Linked DNA regions of Sus scrofa: regions 2, 3, 4, 5, 6 and 7 are each linked to region 1. The links are chromatin contacts, called in public HiChIP or PLAC-seq and promoter capture Hi-C maps. All regions are on one chromosome and are shown on one strand. The core of a region is the stretch at or near the end of the contact, and the rest is flanking DNA. Distances in the headings are between cores, read along the strand shown.

Region 1 (2,515 bases), core at 5-2,504:
AGGAGCAAACTGACATGGAGGCGATGACGAGATCGCGGGGGAGGGAGGGATTTTTCTAGGCCCAGGGCGGTCCTTAGGAAAAGGAGGCAGCAGAGAACTCCCATAAAGGTATTGCGGCACTCCCCTCCCCCTGCGGAGAAGGGTGCGGCCTTCTCTCCGCCTCCTCCACTGCAGCTCCCTCAGGATTGCAGCTCGCGCGGGTTTTTGGAGAACATGCGCCTCCCACCCACAAGCCAGCAGGACCGACCCCCCACTCCTTCCTCCACCCCCCACCCCCACGGGTCCGAGAGCAGGTAGAGAGCTAGTCTCGTCCTTCAGGCGGCGGACGCCCAGGGCGGAGCCGCAGTCACCACCACCCAGAAGCCTCGGCCCGGCAGCCCGCCCCCGCCTCCTGCGCGCGCTTCCTGCCACGTTGCGCAGGGGCGAGGGGCCAGACACTGCGGCGCTGGCCTCGGGGAGGGCCGTACCAAAGACCGCCTCCCTGCCGACTCGCGTAGTGGTTTCGCTCATTTGGGACCCAAGCCAATAACAAGGGGCCGTTCCCAGGACTTCAGCAGCCAATCAGATACCAAAGCCGAGCAGGCGGCGGGTAAACCGACTCCCCCGGAGGGGAGGGTGGCAGGACGCCCGCGCGGGAGCCACTTTCACTGACCCTCCCCTCCCCCCGCAGGAGGCCGACAGCGCCCGCCTGTGCAGCTCTCTCCACCCCACCTACCTACCCACCCAGGGGGCAATGCGAGAGTTCCTGGGAGGCTGCGCACTCCCGAGGCTGTAACTGACAGGAGCTTTACTCCAACCAAAACACGCCATTTGTGTTTTCACACACGGCGGGAGGAGAAGCGGCCAATCAGTGACAAGAGAAGAGCAGGAAGCGCTCCTCCCTCTGCGGGAGCAATGGCTCCGTCCGTATTCCAGGCTTTTCCGCTCCCTTCTCCCTCCCCCTCCGGTTGCCGCAGGGCGGGCCGCACTCCCGCCTGCCTCTCACCACCTCTTCCCCTTCCAGCGTAACAAACGATATGCTCCCGACTTCCCGCTAGGGAAGGCGACCCCCGCTACCGGTCAGACCACCTCAAGCACCCATCCCCCGCCAAACCGCCGGCCCTCCCCCAAACCAGAGTCCCGCTCCCCTACCTAGCCGAGGCTCTCTGAGGAGCCGGAGCCCCAGAGCACAGCCTCTTCTCTAGGCGGCCCCGGCGGCTTCCGCTGATTGGCGGGGAGCTGGCCAATGGGTGCGAGACGGTGGGCGGAGGGGCCAATGGCGCGGCGGGAGGGGGCGTGTCCCGGGTGCCCCTGGCGCCGGCGCTGGGAATCCCCGTGCGGTCAGTGGCGTTTCCGCTCGGGCAGCGGGCTGAGTGAGCTGCTGCCGCCGCCGCCGCCGCCGCCGCCGCCGCCGGGGGAGGGGCGGCCGCCGCCCGCCTGCGCTCAGAGACTCACGCAGCCCCAGTCCCGCCAGTCCGCCAACACAGTAGTGCCGGCCCCCCCCTCCTTCCCTGGCCCTCCCCCTCACCGCCTTTGGCTCGCTCCGCCTTTTTGCCCCCCACCCCCACCTCACGGGCACGGGCCATTCCCGGCCAGGAAACGCCGTGGCGCCGCGCTGGGCCTAACTCGAGTCCTGCTGCCTACCGGGAGTGCCGTGCGCCGCAGCCCGGGCCCAGGCCTGGGACAAGGTAAGGGTGCGACAGAAAAGAGAGACCTCCCCTCACCACCGGGCCCCGGGGGAGGGAAGGGTCACCTCCTCCGTCTCCTCGCGCTTGCTCTCGGGACGTGGGCCTGGCCCTCCCCCGGCTCTCAGCAGGAGGATGCTGCCCCTTCCCATCCCCCCTCGCCCCCCCACACCACTGTACCCCTCTTTCCCAGGCGGAGAGGCCCCCTCCTTAATCTAGTCGACCCCACTACCCTTTTCATGTCTTTCCTGGGTCAGGACGTTTCCCCTCCCCCCACGCCTCTTCACCCCTTTTCCTGTGAACTGCCTACTCCACGTTTACCTTTTACTTGAGAATAGGCCTCTCGCCGCCCTCCTCAAAATACACAGCACACTTTTTTTTCCCCTCCCCAAACCCCACCCCCACCCCCGTTCGCGCGGCCTTGTGACAACTCTGGTCGCTCTGGGGCCCTCGATCTCCCCCCTCCAAGAATGTTCCTGGACGCTTTTCCTCTCGTCCTAGGGTCCCTATTGCAGATGATTGCTTCCTTTCCCACACTAAAGACGTTGGGCTTCGCCACCCCCACCTCACATTCTTGGGCTCTCAGTGGCGTATGCCCCAGTATCTCTGAAATGGCCCCACTGAATTTGTAGGGTTCTAGCTTGGAGTTGAGCCAGATTGTGTCGTTTTCCCTGTCTTGGGCGTGGAGAGAGATCATTTGAGAATATCTTTAAAGGCAGAAAAATGTAGCCTCTATTAATTGCCTTTCCCTCTGCGTGGAAGCCAGGGATGCGAAGTGAATGGTGGTGAGAAAAAGCCCTGGTTTTTAAGTAGGTGAATCGCGTGACAGGGAAAGTTTAACTGTTGGGAAA
Region 2 (2,515 bases), core at 8-2,507, 480 kb after region 1:
TTACCAAGCAGTTGTACTACTAAAAACTTAATATTTTTTTATATATCAACTTTTCCTACTTATATAAGTTTTAGAAGTCTTTCAATTACCAGCAACATGGCTTAACACCAGTATTGTTTGCCACACATAGAAAATAAATGTTAACATAACTGCAATAAAAACAAAAGAACATTATTAACTTTCAGCTAGATATTGTTACCTGGGCAAAGTTCTGAACCTAAGGCTTGCTCTTTGTTAAAATGTGATTAATATGTGATAGGAAAGTGTTAAAGACATGGTAGCATTCGCCTGAGTTGGTCTCAAAATAATCAGAACGATTAACTGAAAAATTTTTTAATTTGATATGGAGTGGACACATGTCTGGATATCACCTAAATTCTCTCAAATTACTTCTTGACACAGGTAGATACAGTCATGAAGCACATGAGGAAGATGTTGTCTCCACTCCAGGAAGGGAAATGATTAATTACATCTCCTCACATCTCTATGACAGTTTTACATTTGCAAAGCACTTGGAAAGCTGACCACCACAGTAGTTTGGTAAAAGAAGTATAATCACACCTATCTTTTTGATTAAGAGTTCATAGATAAGACCACCGAGGGTTGGCCACTAGCCTAATAATATTAAGAGCAACATTTTATTGAACAACTACCATGCCCCAAGTCTATGATAAAGTCTCCATAGACATCATCTAAAATTTAATCCCCACGCCTGCTCTATGGGGCATGTCCTGTTATCATCCTCTTTTTGCAGATGAGGAAAGTGAAACACACAGCCAAAGAACACTGAGGTAGTGGGGGGGGGCGATGAGAAACCCCGGCAAACTAACATAACCCCTACATTTTCTTGCCCAAGGTCATAGGAGAGTAGGATCGCCGGAGAAGGGAGGGCGCTAACCTGTCAGAGACTTGTTCCTGGGTGAGCTTCTTGTCGCTCTGCAGCAGGATGGACACGTAGTGACGGATCATGCCCACGAAGAAGGTGATAATAACGATTGGCAGGACCACCCAGAGGCGGATGTTGGAGTCGAGCAGTAGCTCAGGCCCCGCCATCTTCACAGAGCGCCGGCGGCCTGCGGGTGTAGCCGGGTTTCTTTTTCCCGGGGCGCGGGGTTTCTCGTCGAGTTAGTCTCCGGGCCTTCTCACTCCCCTTAACCAGCTTGGCGGGGGACCCACCACGGTAGCCTCGGCCCTCACTCCCTTCCCCCAGGCCGGGCCACTGGCCCGCCCACTTCCGGCGCGGAAGTTTGACGTAACGGCCAGGCGCGCTCCGGTGGCGTTGGCGTGGCGGCGTGCGGGGCGGGAAAGTCGAAGCCTAGGGCGGTGACTTCTTGGCGGGTAAGTGGAGCAGCGGTCATTGTCCCTCGAGGTCCCTTGCCCTGTGGTCTGGTCCCAAGGCCCCCGCCGAGCGCGGCTTTTCCCTCTGAGGCTTCGAGCCCCAAACCTGAGCTTCCTTTGTCGCGTGCCAGTACCCACCCCCCACCCCCAGATACCTTGCTGCGTCGTTAAAATGACGAAATAAGGAGGGATTTACCGAATTGGTCCGGGCAGCCCGCCCTATCTCCTCGGCTTTCAGACTTTTCTGGAAGCGTGATGGGTTAGCACGTGTTAAAGATGTGTGCGCAGAAATCAGACGGCCTGACTTACTTTAGTTTTTCCGTCTGCAGAATGGCTGGTAGTGTTTATAAGTAGTAAACGAGGCCACGGATAAAGAATACGCTTAGCATGGTGCTTGGTATGTAGCGGATATTAACTTTTATTGGAAGCCATTATTATAATCAAGAGTACGTGTAGTTGGTAGTTAAGAGTCAAATTCTGGAGCCGGATTGCTAAATTGGAACCCCAGCTCTGCCACTCAATGTGAGAATAATAATGGTATCTACTTCAAAATGTTTTATGGCGTTCCCGTCGTGGCGCAGTGGTTAACGAATCCGACTAGGAACCATGAGGTGGCGGGTTCGGTCCCTGCCCTTGCTCAGTGGGTTAAGGATCCGGCGTTGCCGGTGAGCTGTGGTGTAGGTTGCAGACGCGGCTCGGATCCTGCGTTGCCGTGGCTCTGGCGTAGGCTAGGGGCTACAGCTCCGATTTGACCCCTAGCCTGGGAACCTCCATATGCCGCGGAAGCGGCCCAAAGAAATGGCAAAAAGACCAAAAAAAAAAAAAAAAAAAAGTTTTATGAGGAATAAATGAAGTATTAAACATAAAGCACTTAAAATAGTTTTTGCTAGCTGTTAGTAGTTACCTTCCTGCCAGCCATTCTCCTTTAGCAAATATTCTTGGAAGTTTTTAATGCCAGGTGCTGTGCTGGGGTCAAGGGATACCGAGATAAGTGACACTAGGTTCTTGCTCTCAAAGAGCCTGGCGGTAAGGGCTCCCACACATCTCTGTGGATCAGGGAAGCTGGAGTGGTAAACTCCCTGGGAATAGGAGGAACACTCTTCAAGGAAGATGGCTTTTGACTGAGTCTTTAAGGAGGTGGAGTAATTTACAGGCAGATAAGAGCATTTCAGTTGGA
Region 3 (2,515 bases), core at 5-2,504, 450 kb after region 1:
GGGGATCAAAGTCCCCTTAAACCCACCCCCAACTTGAGTTAATCTCTGCTTTGTTAGTTAATTCCTCAAACATTCTCCGAACCCGAACCCGTGCCCTGCTCCTGGCCCAGGTTAGGTGCTGGGGACCCAAGGAGAAGCCTCAGTCTCAGTGTCTGGATCGGGGTGAGCTGTGGGGAAGGACCCAAAGGCAACTAACATTGCACTGGTTAATAACAGTACTCTGTGTTGAGCTCTCCCCCACTCCACCTCCTGTGCTAAGCTCAGCTGCTTGTCCTCGATGTCATCCAGCCTTCCCAACACAAGCAGATGTGAGTAGACCCATTACATAGGGGAAGAAGCAAAGTTCAGAGAGGTTGAGCAACCAGCCCAAGGTCGCACAGGCTGCAAGTGGCAATAGGAGGGGCCGGGAAACAGCAGGGGCTCATTTTACACAGGCGGGTCCAAAAAGCTTTGCAGAGGAGGAGGCAGAGAGAGGAGCCGGCCTTGTATGAAAAGCGTATGCCATCTGCTCACCACCCCCATCCAAGAGATGTAGTCATCTCTGGACGAGGAGGGGGCTGCCCAGCCCTGGGTTCCAGCTGCTGCAGACATTTTTGGGGGGTGAGGGGGAGCCTGGTTCCTCCCTGCCTCTGGGCCTGGCGGGAGGCCGGCCTGGGGGCAGGGCGAGGGCCGCCGCAGGGCACCCGCTAGGAGCTGGTCCATCTCGGGTTACCTCTCCTTTTCCTCCATCTCCTTTCCCCTGGCTCCGCGCCTTCCCGCAGTGTCCCGGGTGGGGGTGGGCGCTGGTGCAGGCTCTGTCGCTCACGCTAGAGAGGGGGGCTGTAGGCCATGCTCCCCGCCGGAGCCCCGCCATCGCACCCTCCCTAGTCCAACTCCTCACCTGGGCGCCGAGCTGGCAGCCCCCGCGTTCACCTTGCGCGCGTCCCTGAAGCCGCTCGCCGCGCCGCATCCTCCGAGATGCTCAGACTTGGCTAACAGAGCCCGGCGCAGCCGATCGAGGAGCCCGCCCACAGGAGCGCCAGCCCCGCTTAACCCTTTCCCCTTAGGGGTGGATTCTTCTCCCAGTCTTGACCTCCCTTCTCTCTGAGATCCTCAGGGCTAAGAGAGGAACCGAGGTCACGTCCGATGGATGTGTAAATCACATCCGCTGGCACCTCTGAAAATGGAGCAGCCAATCTCTGTTTGCATACCTCCGGGGACGGGGAACTCACTTCCTTCGTATATCTAGCCCTATCTAGGGATACATACATACTACATTTTGGTGCACATGCACTAGCGTACCTATCAGATAATTTCCTACCTAAGGAGGCGTGGTTAGGTCTGCGGGTCTGCACGTTTTCAGGTCTGCTTGTCAAAATGCTCCAGGCCCCTCTTTGGATGCTATGAGGTCTAAATGTCCACCGTTAGATTAAACACATTAAGAGAAATCCACACAAGGCATACATGAGGTCATTAAATACGATATTGAACCTTTAATGGCATGGAGACATGCCTAGAGTAGGTTGTTGTCTATTTATTTAAACTTCAGCCATTTGAATTATGAAACTAATGTATGCTGATTGTCCCAATTCAAGCAACATAGAAATGTTCACAGAACATGTAAACTCTCACCCTTGGCCTCTTCAGCTTGGCCCCCCAGATATGCCCACTGTTAACACCATGCTCTTTGCTTTGCATCATATATATATATATATATATATATATATATATATATGCATTTTCTATAAAAATGGGATCATACTCTGCCTCTTATTCTAGAACTTTGTTGTGCCTTAAGCAGATATATGTTGGAAATATTTTGAAGGTTATACATCCTAGCTCCACCCTTTCTTTCAATTAGCTGCACAGTATGGCATGATATAGATGTGCCATCAGTTTCTCAAACATTCCCAGTATTCTCCTACTGATGAGTAATTTGGTGGTTGACAGCTTTTTTTTTTCCCCTCCTAAAAACAATACTGCAATAAGCATACTTACATACCGATACTCTAAATTCTCTCAGGTAATTATTTGTATGATCCCATTTTTATTAATATCTGTTTGCCTCTCTCTCTCTCTCTCTCTCTCTCTCTATATATATATATATATATATATATATATATCGTCCATCCCTAAATATTAGAAGGTAAACAATGGCTGATGCAATTTTTATCAATTTCACTTTTCTGCCTTTGTTTTTTTTTTTTTTTTCTTTGCCCTCACCCAAGGCATGTGGGAGTTCCTGGGCCAGGGATTGAACCCATGCCACGGCAGCAACCCAAGCCACTTCAGAGACAGCATGGGATCCTTAAACCACTGTGCCACAAGAGAACTCCCAAATTTTGCTTTTCTGTTTACCAGTGTTTTATACAACCACGTATTTCTTTTTTTTTTTTTTTTTTTTTTTGTCTTTTGTCTTTTTTGTTGTTGTTGTTGTTGTTGTTGCTATTTCTTGGGCCGCTCCCGCGGCATATGGAGGTTCCCAGGCTAGGGTTGAATCGGAGCTGTAGCCACCGGCCTACGCCAGAGCCACGCA
Region 4 (2,515 bases), core at 5-2,504, 400 kb before region 1:
AGCAAATTTAATCCAGAACCACTGGAACTCAAATCTGTGTTCTTCTCCACTGCACCACTGCGTCTTGGTGCCAAAGCCACCACAACTTTAAAACCACAGCTTTCCTAGATCCTTCCATGATGTCAGCTTTTCACCATAGGGCTATCTCAAGTCCCCAAGCAATAGAGATGACACTGGTGGCAGCAGGTAGAACATGGCCTTATACCTCCTTTAACCTCCCCCACGTTCCTTCACTTAATCCCTAGAGTCAGCCTTATGAGTCAGTGGAACAGACACCACAATCCTCAAATTTACCAAACTAAGGAACAGAAGAAGGTGATCCTGCTCACAATCGCAAAGAGAAACACAGAACAAGGAGAAAAACCAAGCAACTGATTGTAGCTAGCACAGCATAGTGTATTTGCTCTTAACCAAACATAGGAGAATCCAGAACTCACCACTATGGTAAATGGAAACTGGAATGCCTCGCCAAAAACAAAGTAGCCGCAAAAATCAGTGTTCTTTCAGTAAAATACTGCAATGAGATCAAAGGCTAGTGCTGGGCCCCAGTCCTGATTTCTTTGTTTAAAAGAGAGAGATGCACAACTATTAGGAGTCAGGACACATCAGAGAGGAATTAAGACAAATTAGCACTAGGCTTCTTGAAGGTAACTGGAAGAAATTAAAGAGAAATGTAAAGGAGACTACCTGCCTTGCTAAGCGATCAAGAGTTATCTGATGCAGGATTCACCCCAAATCACATACGGTGTCAGATTCTCAACTAAAGAACTGGGAGAGTTTACATAATGCATGGCACGTAGTAAGCCCTAAGAATTAGGTGTCACTGTTGTTTCCATTGTTTGGAGTAACTGCTTCCCTCCAGTTCTCTGTTACTGTTGTGGCTGACTCGGAGAATGATCGGTTCCATACGAAGGCCAACCTTGGATCACCATAATGGACCAAGGCTTATCCCCGGCACCTCCCAGGGGAGGAAACTGAAGTCCAAAGCCAAGCGGTTGGCAAGTGGCAGCGAAGAGCCAGGTACCCTGGCCCAGCTCGCCACTGGCGCCTCATCCTTTCTCCTCCTTAAGCCGGGGCTGGCCTCCTGCGGACGCCGGGCGCCCCCAACCCCCCCGAAACACTCACCTTCATGACTGCCAGCCCCGGAGGCCACCGTTGTTCGACCAAGGAGTCCATGGTCTCCCCTAAAAAAGCGGGGGGTATCCGCTACCCACTGGTCTCCAGTGCCCCACTGCCACTCGAAATTCCCCGCGCTACTGAGGTACGTCAGCATTTCGCGACGCGCCTGACACGCGAGCGGTGCCTGTTGGGAGTTGTAGTACGTGGGCGGAGCGCAGCCAAAGGTGCTCTCATTGCGCACGCGCGGGGTTTCCTCTTCGCCTCTCCACGACATCCGGTTTTGTACAGACACTTAATAAATAAATGCCTGTTGAATGTTGGGAAAAGATAGCCTGGCATCAAACGAAATCCAGGCCTTGCTAAACATTTCAAAGTCTAGGCTCACGCCCCCTCTTTCCAGTCACCTTCTCTGATTGCTATGACGATCTGTCCCTGCTGTGAGCCAGGGTTTTCAAATCCATTATTTCATCTCACCGCATCACAATACTAAGAGGTAAACATTATCGTTAGCTTTCACAAAAGTTCGCTTTGGCCCCCAAAAGTGAATAGTTTCCTTGAGTCACACGGTGTCTTTGACCAGACTACAAATAGGGCCTCTGGACTTTAAATAAGAGCTCTTTCATCAACTAGGATGGTTAACTATCTTAACTTTGGAGTGTAGCCTTCCAGGTAGTTCCTGTGCAGATACATAATTACAGTTTTTTTCCACGAATATTATTGTGGTAAATCATACTTTTGTCAATTTGAATTTTTCGGTTAACTTAGATTCCTCCTGAAACGGCTCCGTTTTATGGATTTATCTCATTCTTTTTAATAGCTACATTGTCCATCATACAGATTACTGAAATTTATGTATCCACTCCCATACTGAGGACACTTTACATTATTTCCAGTTTTTCGATATTGCAAAGAGTTGAAGTGAACATACTTACTATCTATGAAAATCTTGGCATATTTGAGCCAGAATATCTAGGGGATTTCTAGTAGATGGAATTACTAGGTTAATTTGTGTGCTGTTTTATCACTGTTATAGCTAGACTTTTCCAAAAAGGCTGTACCAGTATATTTAAACACTCACCAATCGAGTATGAGTGTCCATTACCCAAACATGAAGCACTGATCAGCACACTATCCAGTCTGTCTGTTCAACTCAGCACTGATCCCCTGCCTGATGTGGGCCTCCATCACATTAGGTTTCATGGGCAGCAAATCAGCACAGTTACATTGTTCAGGGAAGACCTCTGCGGCTTGTCACTGGCACCCCCACATAGTCCATGTACTCACTCCTTCAACAAATCTTTTTTTTTTTTTAAGTACTTACCATTGACCAGTCAGAGCTTCCCTGTAAAGTAGGCAGAAGTGAGATTGTTATTGCCATTTTACAGATGAAGACATG
Region 5 (2,515 bases), core at 9-2,508, 390 kb after region 1:
GCCCTGACGAACATCATGGAAATCACACACAGAAAAGACAGAGATAAGTACAAGCTAAAGCCAGAGAGTGTCTGTGGTAGGATTGGGGAGTGTCGAGGATGGTTCTGTCAACCTGAGGATTCTTCACAGTGCTTAGGAGAAGAGGATGGTTTGGGCTCACTTGGAATGTATATATCCAGCAATCATGTTGAGCTTTTACCCTGTGCCAGACACATGGGCTAGTAACTTGGTTCTTACACCTCTCTTTGAGGAGCTCAGATGTCTGAGCATGATCATCAAATGCCAAATGCATAAAATCATTTGAGATACCTTGGAGTAGAGAAGGACTCTAGTTATGAATAAAAATTGAGAAGCCAAAAAGAAAAGACTGTATATTCAACCACATTTAAAAAACTTTTCTGGGAGTTCCCACTGTGGCACAGTGGGTTAAATATCCAATGCTGTCTCTGAGGTGGCTCAGGTTGGATCCCTGCCCAGTGCAGTGGGTTAAGGATCTGGTGTTGCCGCAGCTGTGTGTAGGGGTATTCAATCCCTAGCCTGAGTGCAGCCATTTAAAACAAAAACAAACAAGACCAGCAATGCAGTACACAAACAACAAAGAATATGGGAGTTCCCATCATGCACAGCGGAAACAAATCCAACTAGGAACATGAGGTTGCAGGTTCCATCCCTGGCCTCACTCAGTGGGTTAAGGATCTGGCGTTGCCATAAACTGTGGTGTACGCCAGTGGCTACAGCTCTGATTTGACTCCTAGCCTGGGAACCTCCATAAGCCACAGGTTCGCTCTAAAAGACAAAAGACAAAACAAAGAATAGGAACATAGTTCAGGGAAAGGAAATCTAAATGACTCAAAACACATGGAAAAATGGTTTAGTTTTTCGGGTAACAATTTTGAAATGTTCTTATTTGTGTTTTATTGTGGTAAAATGCACATAACATAAAAGTAACAATTTTTGTCTTTTTAGGGCTGCACCCACAGCATATGGAGGGTCCCATGCTAGAGGTCGAATCCAAGCTGTAGCTGCTGGCCTACTCCACAGCCACAGCCACATCCATGCTGGATCCAAGCTGTGTATACAACCTACTCTTCAACTCACAGCAACACCAGATCCTTAACCCACTGAACAAGGCCAGGGGTCAAACCTACTTCCTCATGGATGCTAGTCAGATTTGTTTCTGCTGAGCCACAATGGGAACTTCTAAAAGTAATCATTTTTAAGTGTACAGTTTACTGGCATTAAGTATATTCACACTGTTGTGCAACCCTTACCACACTGATCTCCAGAACTTTTTCATCTCCTTTTCATCTCTGTACCCACTGAACAAGTCTCCATTCCTTCTTTCCTCTAGCCCTGCAGCCACTGCCCTGCTTTCTACTTCTACCTAATTTCTTTTTCTCATGGCCTTGACATTTTAAAGAAAGCACAGTCCAGTTATTTTGCAGAATGTCTTTCAATTTGAGTTTATCTGTCATCTCTTCATGATAGATTCAGGCTGAGTATTTTGGGCATGCACATCACAAAAGTGATGCTGTGTCCTCAGCTTTATCAGGAGGCAGAAAGATTCAGTTTGTCTCACTTCCGGTCAAGTTAATTTGCTTACTTAGTTAAGGGGATGCATGCCAGGTTTCTCCTGTGCCTTCTCCCGATATCTCCTGTGAAGTTACCGTTTCCTCTTTGCAATGATTAAGTAATCTGTGGGGAGATACTTTAAGACAGGATGGAAGATGTATGCTCTTGAGAAAGTCACATATCTTTTCCAGGAATAAGTTTCCCCAATCTGTGAAGTGGGGACTGAGACATCTTAAACTTGAGTGAGAGTTTAAGAAGTGAAAGTGCTGGAGAGGCTGGAGAATCAGCAAGACCTTGGCAAAAATATACATGTGCTGTGAATTAATATTCTGCACGGGGCAAAGTGCGGGGAGAGACTGCTGGGGCGGGGCCGAGAGCGCGCGCGTGCGTACGTGTTCTCCTGCGCGTGCGCTTGCACAGGGGAATGACCACAGAGTCGGTCCTCCAGGGACAGACAGGCCGGAAGTTGTCCTCGCGAAACCCCAGGCTCTTGGGTTGGCTGAGCTGAGGTGGCGCGAACGGCGTCCGTGGGCCGCTTGGCGTGGTAGTCGTGACAGCGGGTCGGTGTGACGGGCTCCTGGGTTCTGGGTGGGGACAATGGCGTCTCGGGCAGGCCCGCGAGCGGCTGGCACCGACGGCAGCGACTTTCAGCACCGGGAGCGCGTCGCCATGCACTACCAGATGAGGTATGAAGTGAGGCTAGATCTGCGGGCCAGGCCTCAGGATCTTGCTTCCCAGGCAGCCCCCGCGCACCTGCCAAGTCCCTCCTTCTAGGACAACCCGGAACCGGTCCCCAATCTCGAGAAGCCCCCTTGCTCCTCTGAGCTCCACCTTTGATCCCCCTGTGCCTCGAGGGGTCCGGCCCGCTCCACTGCGATGCTGGCCTGGCTCTCCGCCCTCGGGAACAGAATTTCTAATTGAGCCTCAGTTTTCTCATCTGGCA
Region 6 (2,515 bases), core at 11-2,510, 370 kb after region 1:
TGAGCAAGGCCAGGGATGGAACTCGCAACCTCACGGTTCCTAGTCAGAGTCCTTAACCACTGAGCCACGACGGGAACTTCCTGGTACTCTTATAACACCATTTTATTCATAGCACTGTTGACTAGTAAGTACCTGTTAATTTATTTCCTGGTTCATCAACTTCTCCCACTGAAATGTTGGCTCCCTAAGGGCATGAACCATATTTATCTTGTTCAGTACTATATAGCCATGTCTAGAACAGTGCCCAGAACATAGCCTATGTTCAATAAATAGTTGAGAAAATTAATAATAAATTACAGGAGACTGAGACTCAGGGAAATTATTTTCCTAAAGCCACACAACAAGCTGATTACAGAGCCGAGATATGATTTCAAAGCTTGTGTTTTGTCCATCAATAAAAACTTCATTACAGCAATTCCCATTGTGGAGTGCCTACTGTATGCAAGGTTCTCTACTTACACCCCCCACCCCCACCCCATACCCCTGTACCCATGATAGTGAGGCACTGAAGAGATTGTGTGGCTGGTCCTAACTCCAGTGGCTAGTGGGAATCAGAACCAGGATTTGACCCAGAAGCCTTTAGTAGGGAGCCCAGCCAGGTACCCGGAAGGCTAAGGTGAGAATTGCTCCCCTTCTTAATCTGTCTGCAGCCGTCCCTCCCACTCCTCACCTTTCTGGTCCACCACAGCCTCCCTCAGTACATCAACCAGCTCTTCCCGACTGAGATTCTCTGGCTGCAGCAGCCTCCGGAAAGGTTTGTCACCCAAGGAGCCCAACCGTTTGCTAGAACCTCGGGATTGCAGCTGATGCCTAGGAAAAGTAAGGTAAGCAACAGGAGAATCATAACTTCCCGAGGTGCCACCCATTCTTATTTCCAACATCTCTCTCCAAATCCTGCGGCTTCCCACAAATGCTTCCGAAAGCCTGAGTTGGGCATCCTGAAAATTCAGGTTCAACTAGCTGCATTTTACCCCGGGGAGAACTGAGGCTCAGAGAGGTCAATTGACTAACTTAGGGTCACACAGCAGGGCTAACTGCTGATCCCGCACACACCCTCATCTTGCCCCAACCTCCCTCCCGCATGAAACAGGAGGTGCGTAATCACCTGGCCTCGGTGCCAAAGCCTGCGGCCTTGGGCACTGCGCAGATCCCCAGACCCTGCCGACAGCCGCCCCAGACCTGGCCCCAGACACGGTAGCCACCCATCTCCGGTGTGAGGATAGTGCGCATGTGTCCGGAAGGGCTGCCCCGGCTCGCTCACAGCGCTCTGATTGGTCAGACTGATTGTCAATCGGAGTAGCGAGGGTCAGAGCGGCGACAAGAGGGAGCTTTGCCTTTGCTAGCAGAGGAAATGCCGAAATTCCTTTTTGTGCTTTGGGGGAAACGGTGGCACAGAGCAGAGGAGGATTTTACTCGAGGTCAGGGGTCCTGCCTTAGGACAAAGGCAGGACTAAAGGTAAAGGTTTTCTGATTACCCTTGTAATTCTTAAGAGTCGTCTTCTTTTTCCCACACCACAGCCACAGCAACACCAGATCCAAGCCGTGTCTGCAACCTACACCACAGCTCACGGCAATGTGGGATCCTTAACCCACTGAGCACAGCCAGGGATCAAACCTGCTTCCTCAGGATACTAGTCAGATTCATTTCTGCTGAGCCACTGGTGGGAACTCCCTTAGGAGTTTTCTGATTTAAAAAACAAAACCAAACAAAAAACCCAAACAAACAAAAATACCATTGTGCACGATCTTGCAAGGCAAATTGGAAAAAAAAACCCACATTCATTGGTCCAGTAACTTTGTTTTGAAGAACACAGCTAAGTGAATAATCCAAAAGGAAAAAAAGGCCAGAGGCTCAAAGAGGGTCACCACAGCATTATTTATTAAAGCGAAAACAGAACAAATAATCAAAGTGGAAACATAAATTGTCTTATGATTAGAACTGCCAGGGAAATAAATCTTATCATCACCAATTTCAACATTTTTTTTTTTTTTTTTGGTCTTTTTAGGGCTGCATCTGCGGCATATGGAGGATCCCAGACTAGGGGTCCAATAGGCACTGTAGCTGCTGGCCTACACCACAGCTCAGGGCAATGTCTCCTTAACCTACTGAGGGAGGCCAGGGATTGAACCTGCATCCTCATGGCAACTCCCGAATTTCAGCATTTTTTTAATGTTAACTTTGTGCTAGGCCTTGACATCTGTGAACCAGAAAGAGATTTTTAAGACTCAGCCCCACCCACAAGAAGTTCACCTTTAAAATAACAGCATCACAACCCACCTTGCGGAAACCCTGTGGAGATGCTGAGAGAGAGAGAGAGAAGAGTGAGGAGCCCATTGGAATTGAAGAAAGTACGGGAGTTGTGAGTGACGAGCTGTAAAGAAGTAATAGAAGATTCACCAGGAGGGAAAGGTATGGGGAGGAGGAGAGGGAGGGGGCAACCAGAGAAATAAGACATTAAATGCAATAAACCAAAGAGGAATTCCCGAGGTGGCACAACAGGATCCACACCCAGCA
Region 7 (2,515 bases), core at 6-2,505, 320 kb after region 1:
AGCTCCAGCTGCAGAGTGTCCAGCTCCTCAATACCGATGCCATCATCCTCAGAGCGGGCCAACACTGCTGTGTAGCGGGGACAGACTTTCAGGTGGTCCACAGACTTGAAGTCATGGAACTGCAAGGGGCAGTCCTTCAGCTCACTCATGGCCCAGGATAGGGGACCCTGTGGAGCTGGAGAGAACGGACCACTGATGGGGGGACAAGTGGCACAAGAAAAGACCAAGAGCTCCTTCTATTCAGACAGCCTCAAGAAGAAAGCCAGGCTTCAGTATCCTACTAAGGCTGAAGTCACAGTTCCTATTTGTAAAGCACCTACTGTGCACCAAGCTAGATGCAGACATTTTACTGGCTTCTCATTAAATTCCTCACATAACCCCGTGACTCATGGTGATCTCCATTTTACGGATGAGAAAACTGAGACTGTTAGAGTGGGTACATGTTCATGCTTATCAACACGCAATCTGAATTCAGGTAGTTTTAAGTCTGTGCCTCTAACCACAGTTATACTGTGCCTGTCCTTCTGATGCTCTTCCCTTCAGCTCCACTCTTCCAGAGTTCTGCTAAACTCCAGAATTCCAAGTATTCCATACTTACGTTAACGTTCTTTGTGCCTCCCAGCCTCTCCTAGTTTCACCCTCCCCACCTTTTCCCTATTTGCCCCAGATAGTAAGGAATGTGAACTGCTAAACTAGATACATCAGGATTCAAGCTCTGGCTTGACCAGCCTCTATTTATATAGCCCTGAACATGTTAATTATCTCTCGAGTCTCAGTTTTTCTATCCGTAAAATGGGACAAAAGACACCTGAGCTTGTTTCCCCATAAGAAGTTTGAATCTATAAAACGGGGATAGTAATAGTACCTACCTCCCTGGGATGATCTGAGGATTAAAAGATGATGCCCGTCAAGAGCCCAGTTCAGTGCCTGGCACAGAAAAAGTGGGACTGGTTAATGACTGGCCCCACCCATGGATAGCCCCAGTGTCCCGCCTTCTGGGTCCCAGACCTTTACCGCGGACACCCTACCGCGGCCCCCGCCCCCTCTACCTCCTCCTAGCCGCCTCCTACTGCCCCCGGGCCGCGGGTGGGGGCGGGGAGTTCCGGTCGGTGAGAGCTACCGCCCCGGAACTGACTAGGGGCTGGCCCCCAGCAGTGCACGCGGGGGCGGAAAGACGCGAGGACCAGCCCCTGGGTCTTTCGAGGGTGGGAGTTTGCCGGCAGCGAGTGAGCCCGCTGCTAGTGGGGTGGAGAGAATAAGCCTCGGGCGTACCCTCGGGAACAGCCCGGCGCCTGGGGGCGGGGCTCGGCGGCCGGGTTCTCCGCTTGGCAGTTAGTCCCGCTGAGCCCCGAGGGCTGCAGGTAGGAGGGGCCCGGAGAAAGGATGGGGGCACAGAACCGGAAGGATCGAAGAGCTCCCCCGGCTCGCCTTGTCCTAATATGGTGCCCAACCTGAGGCTGGGCTGCACCACTGCATGGCTGTGAGGGAAGATGGCAGCAAAGACGACAAGAAGGCCAAAGTCACAAGCGAGAGCCTCACCGATGACGGGAGAAGCTTGAGTAGTGATTTCAAACTTCAGGAATCTAAAACTACCACGGCAGTCCTAGCGGGAAAACTTCCGAAGTGCCAAGTGTTTTTAGCTTCTCCCTCCCCCGCTCGGGACATAGATGGTACAGTCCGGACGTCCGGGCGGAGACTGCGGCTGCGCTTCTCGCGAAAGGGCAGGCGTCGCGGGGCTGGCCACTTCCGTACTTCCGCTTTCCGGCCCAGCCAGCGCCCGCGATGGTGAGAGAGAGCCGGGACCCGGGCCAGGGACCCCCACTGTTCTGTCCTCAGGCTCTGGGTTTGGGGGAGATGCGGCTTTGCAGCGGAGAGGCGCTGAGCCGTGGGGTGCTGGGGGTGCGGGGGCACCATGAGGTTGGGAGGAGGGAGGGGCGGGGGCCGAAGTGAGAAAGGAGCGAGCGGGGGACGCCCTCCTAAGAAGCAGGCCTTTCGGCTTCATAGTCTGGGTTTTGAAGCAGGTGGGAGATACTGAATCAGAGAGGAAGCTGGGAGTGGGTGCTCCTAGGTATGGTAGCACGTCGGAGGCACGTAGTAGGCCCCGTAGCCCTTAGTAGGGCCGCTGAGGCTTGTAATAGGGCCACCTCCCCAACCAGTGCAGACCTTCACTAAATATGCACCCCCCTCTTGCCCTCTTGACCCCATGGTTCTCTGAGGGAGAGCGTTCTCTGTGGAACTTCCTTATCCCAGTCTTCATGTTGCCCCAGCTGTGCTTCTACCTCCCAGACCGCTTCCTGGTCGGAACTCAACCGTATCAGTCTTACTATAGAATGTAAGCTCTGATACTGCTGATTCCTTCCTCCTTGGAAATCCTCTCATTTGATAACTGGCTGTTCATAGCAATTTAGACTCACTAGCTTCCTCTTTACACTCTCCCTGGTGGTGCTACCTATTTAACATACAGGTCTTCATGACCGTCTGCATTCTGGTAACTCCTAAATCTGCTGGTCTAGCC

Evidence for each region. Promoter capture Hi-C pulls out the DNA fragments that hold promoters and counts their contacts. HiChIP or PLAC-seq counts read pairs in DNA pulled down with a chosen protein or histone mark.
Region 2: a promoter capture Hi-C map of liver shows a contact between it and region 1, with 2.7 times the contacts expected there. The contact joins the promoter of EMC3 here to the promoter of SRGAP3 in region 1. A contact is called at or near these places in 2 of 5 promoter capture datasets (fetal liver and liver), 2 of 47 Hi-C or Micro-C datasets (alveolar macrophages and heart right ventricle) and 1 of 2 datasets of contacts at active chromatin or transcription factors (alveolar macrophages).
Region 3: a promoter capture Hi-C map of fetal skeletal muscle shows a contact between it and region 1, with 4 times the contacts expected there. The contact joins the promoter of PRRT3 here to the promoter of SRGAP3 in region 1. A contact is called at or near these places in 1 of 5 promoter capture datasets (fetal skeletal muscle) and 2 of 2 datasets of contacts at active chromatin or transcription factors (alveolar macrophages and skeletal muscle).
Region 4: a contact with region 1 is called in a promoter capture Hi-C map of liver, with 5 times the contacts expected there. The contact joins the promoter of RAD18 here to the promoter of SRGAP3 in region 1. A contact is called at or near these places in 2 of 5 promoter capture datasets (fetal skeletal muscle and liver) and 1 of 47 Hi-C or Micro-C datasets (epiblast stem cells).
Region 5: an H3K27ac HiChIP or PLAC-seq map of alveolar macrophages shows a contact between it and region 1. The contact joins the promoter of JAGN1 here to the promoter of SRGAP3 in region 1. A contact is called at or near these places in 2 of 5 promoter capture datasets (fetal liver and liver) and 1 of 2 datasets of contacts at active chromatin or transcription factors (alveolar macrophages).
Region 6: a contact with region 1 is called in an H3K27ac HiChIP or PLAC-seq map of alveolar macrophages. The contact joins the promoter of RPUSD3 here to the promoter of SRGAP3 in region 1. A contact is called at or near these places in 1 of 5 promoter capture datasets (fetal liver), 1 of 47 Hi-C or Micro-C datasets (liver) and 1 of 2 datasets of contacts at active chromatin or transcription factors (alveolar macrophages).
Region 7: a contact with region 1 is called in a promoter capture Hi-C map of liver, with 4 times the contacts expected there. The contact joins the promoter of TADA3 here to the promoter of SRGAP3 in region 1. A contact is called at or near these places in 1 of 5 promoter capture datasets (liver), 1 of 47 Hi-C or Micro-C datasets (liver) and 2 of 2 datasets of contacts at active chromatin or transcription factors (alveolar macrophages and skeletal muscle).

The regions. Positions count from the first base shown.
Region 1 is chr13:65,758,638-65,761,152 of Sscrofa11.1, forward strand. SRGAP3 (SLIT-ROBO Rho GTPase-activating protein 3) reads right to left here and starts at 1,255. Exons shown (of 25, transcript XM_021071097.1): 1 at 1,132-1,255. It overlaps SETD5 (SET domain-containing protein 5), which reads left to right and starts at 1,336. Exons shown (of 25, transcript XM_013981946.2): 1 at 1,336-1,667.
Region 2 is chr13:66,240,706-66,243,220 of Sscrofa11.1, forward strand. EMC3 (ER membrane protein complex subunit 3) reads right to left here and starts at 1,258. Exons shown (of 8, transcript XM_003358517.4): 1 at 899-1,258. The coding sequence starts at 1,053. It overlaps FANCD2 (Fanconi anemia group D2 protein), which reads left to right and starts at 1,246. Exons shown (of 44, transcript XM_021069313.1): 1 at 1,246-1,338.
Region 3 is chr13:66,210,341-66,212,855 of Sscrofa11.1, forward strand. PRRT3 (proline-rich transmembrane protein 3) reads right to left here and starts at 1,255. Exons shown (of 4, transcript XM_021069316.1): 1 at 713-1,255. The region is part of intron 2 of LOC106505670 (a long non-coding RNA gene); the gene reads left to right.
Region 4 is chr13:65,357,888-65,360,402 of Sscrofa11.1, forward strand. RAD18 (RAD18, E3 ubiquitin protein ligase) reads right to left here and starts at 1,255. Exons shown (of 14, transcript NM_001142833.1): 1 at 1,126-1,255. The coding sequence starts at 1,176.
Region 5 is chr13:66,153,597-66,156,111 of Sscrofa11.1, forward strand. It overlaps JAGN1 (protein jagunal homolog 1), which reads left to right and starts at 1,259. Exons shown (of 8, transcript XM_021069312.1): 1 at 1,259-2,258. The coding sequence starts at 2,170.
Region 6 is chr13:66,132,514-66,135,028 of Sscrofa11.1, forward strand. It overlaps RPUSD3 (RNA pseudouridylate synthase domain-containing protein 3), which reads right to left and starts at 1,261. Exons shown (of 9, transcript XM_013981960.2): 1 at 1,106-1,261; 2 at 671-810. The coding sequence starts at 1,230. It overlaps LOC106505669 (a long non-coding RNA gene), which reads left to right and starts at 1,297. Exons shown (of 3, transcript XR_002337652.1): 1 at 1,297-1,456; 2 at 2,189-2,410.
Region 7 is chr13:66,078,717-66,081,231 of Sscrofa11.1, forward strand. It overlaps TADA3 (transcriptional adaptor 3), which reads right to left and starts at 1,256. Exons shown (of 10, transcript NM_001206536.1): 1 at 1,050-1,256; 2 at 870-927; 3 at 1-175. The coding sequence starts at 149. ARPC4 (actin related protein 2/3 complex subunit 4) reads left to right here. Exons shown (of 7, transcript NM_001206535.1): 2 at 1,721-1,785. The coding sequence starts at 1,783.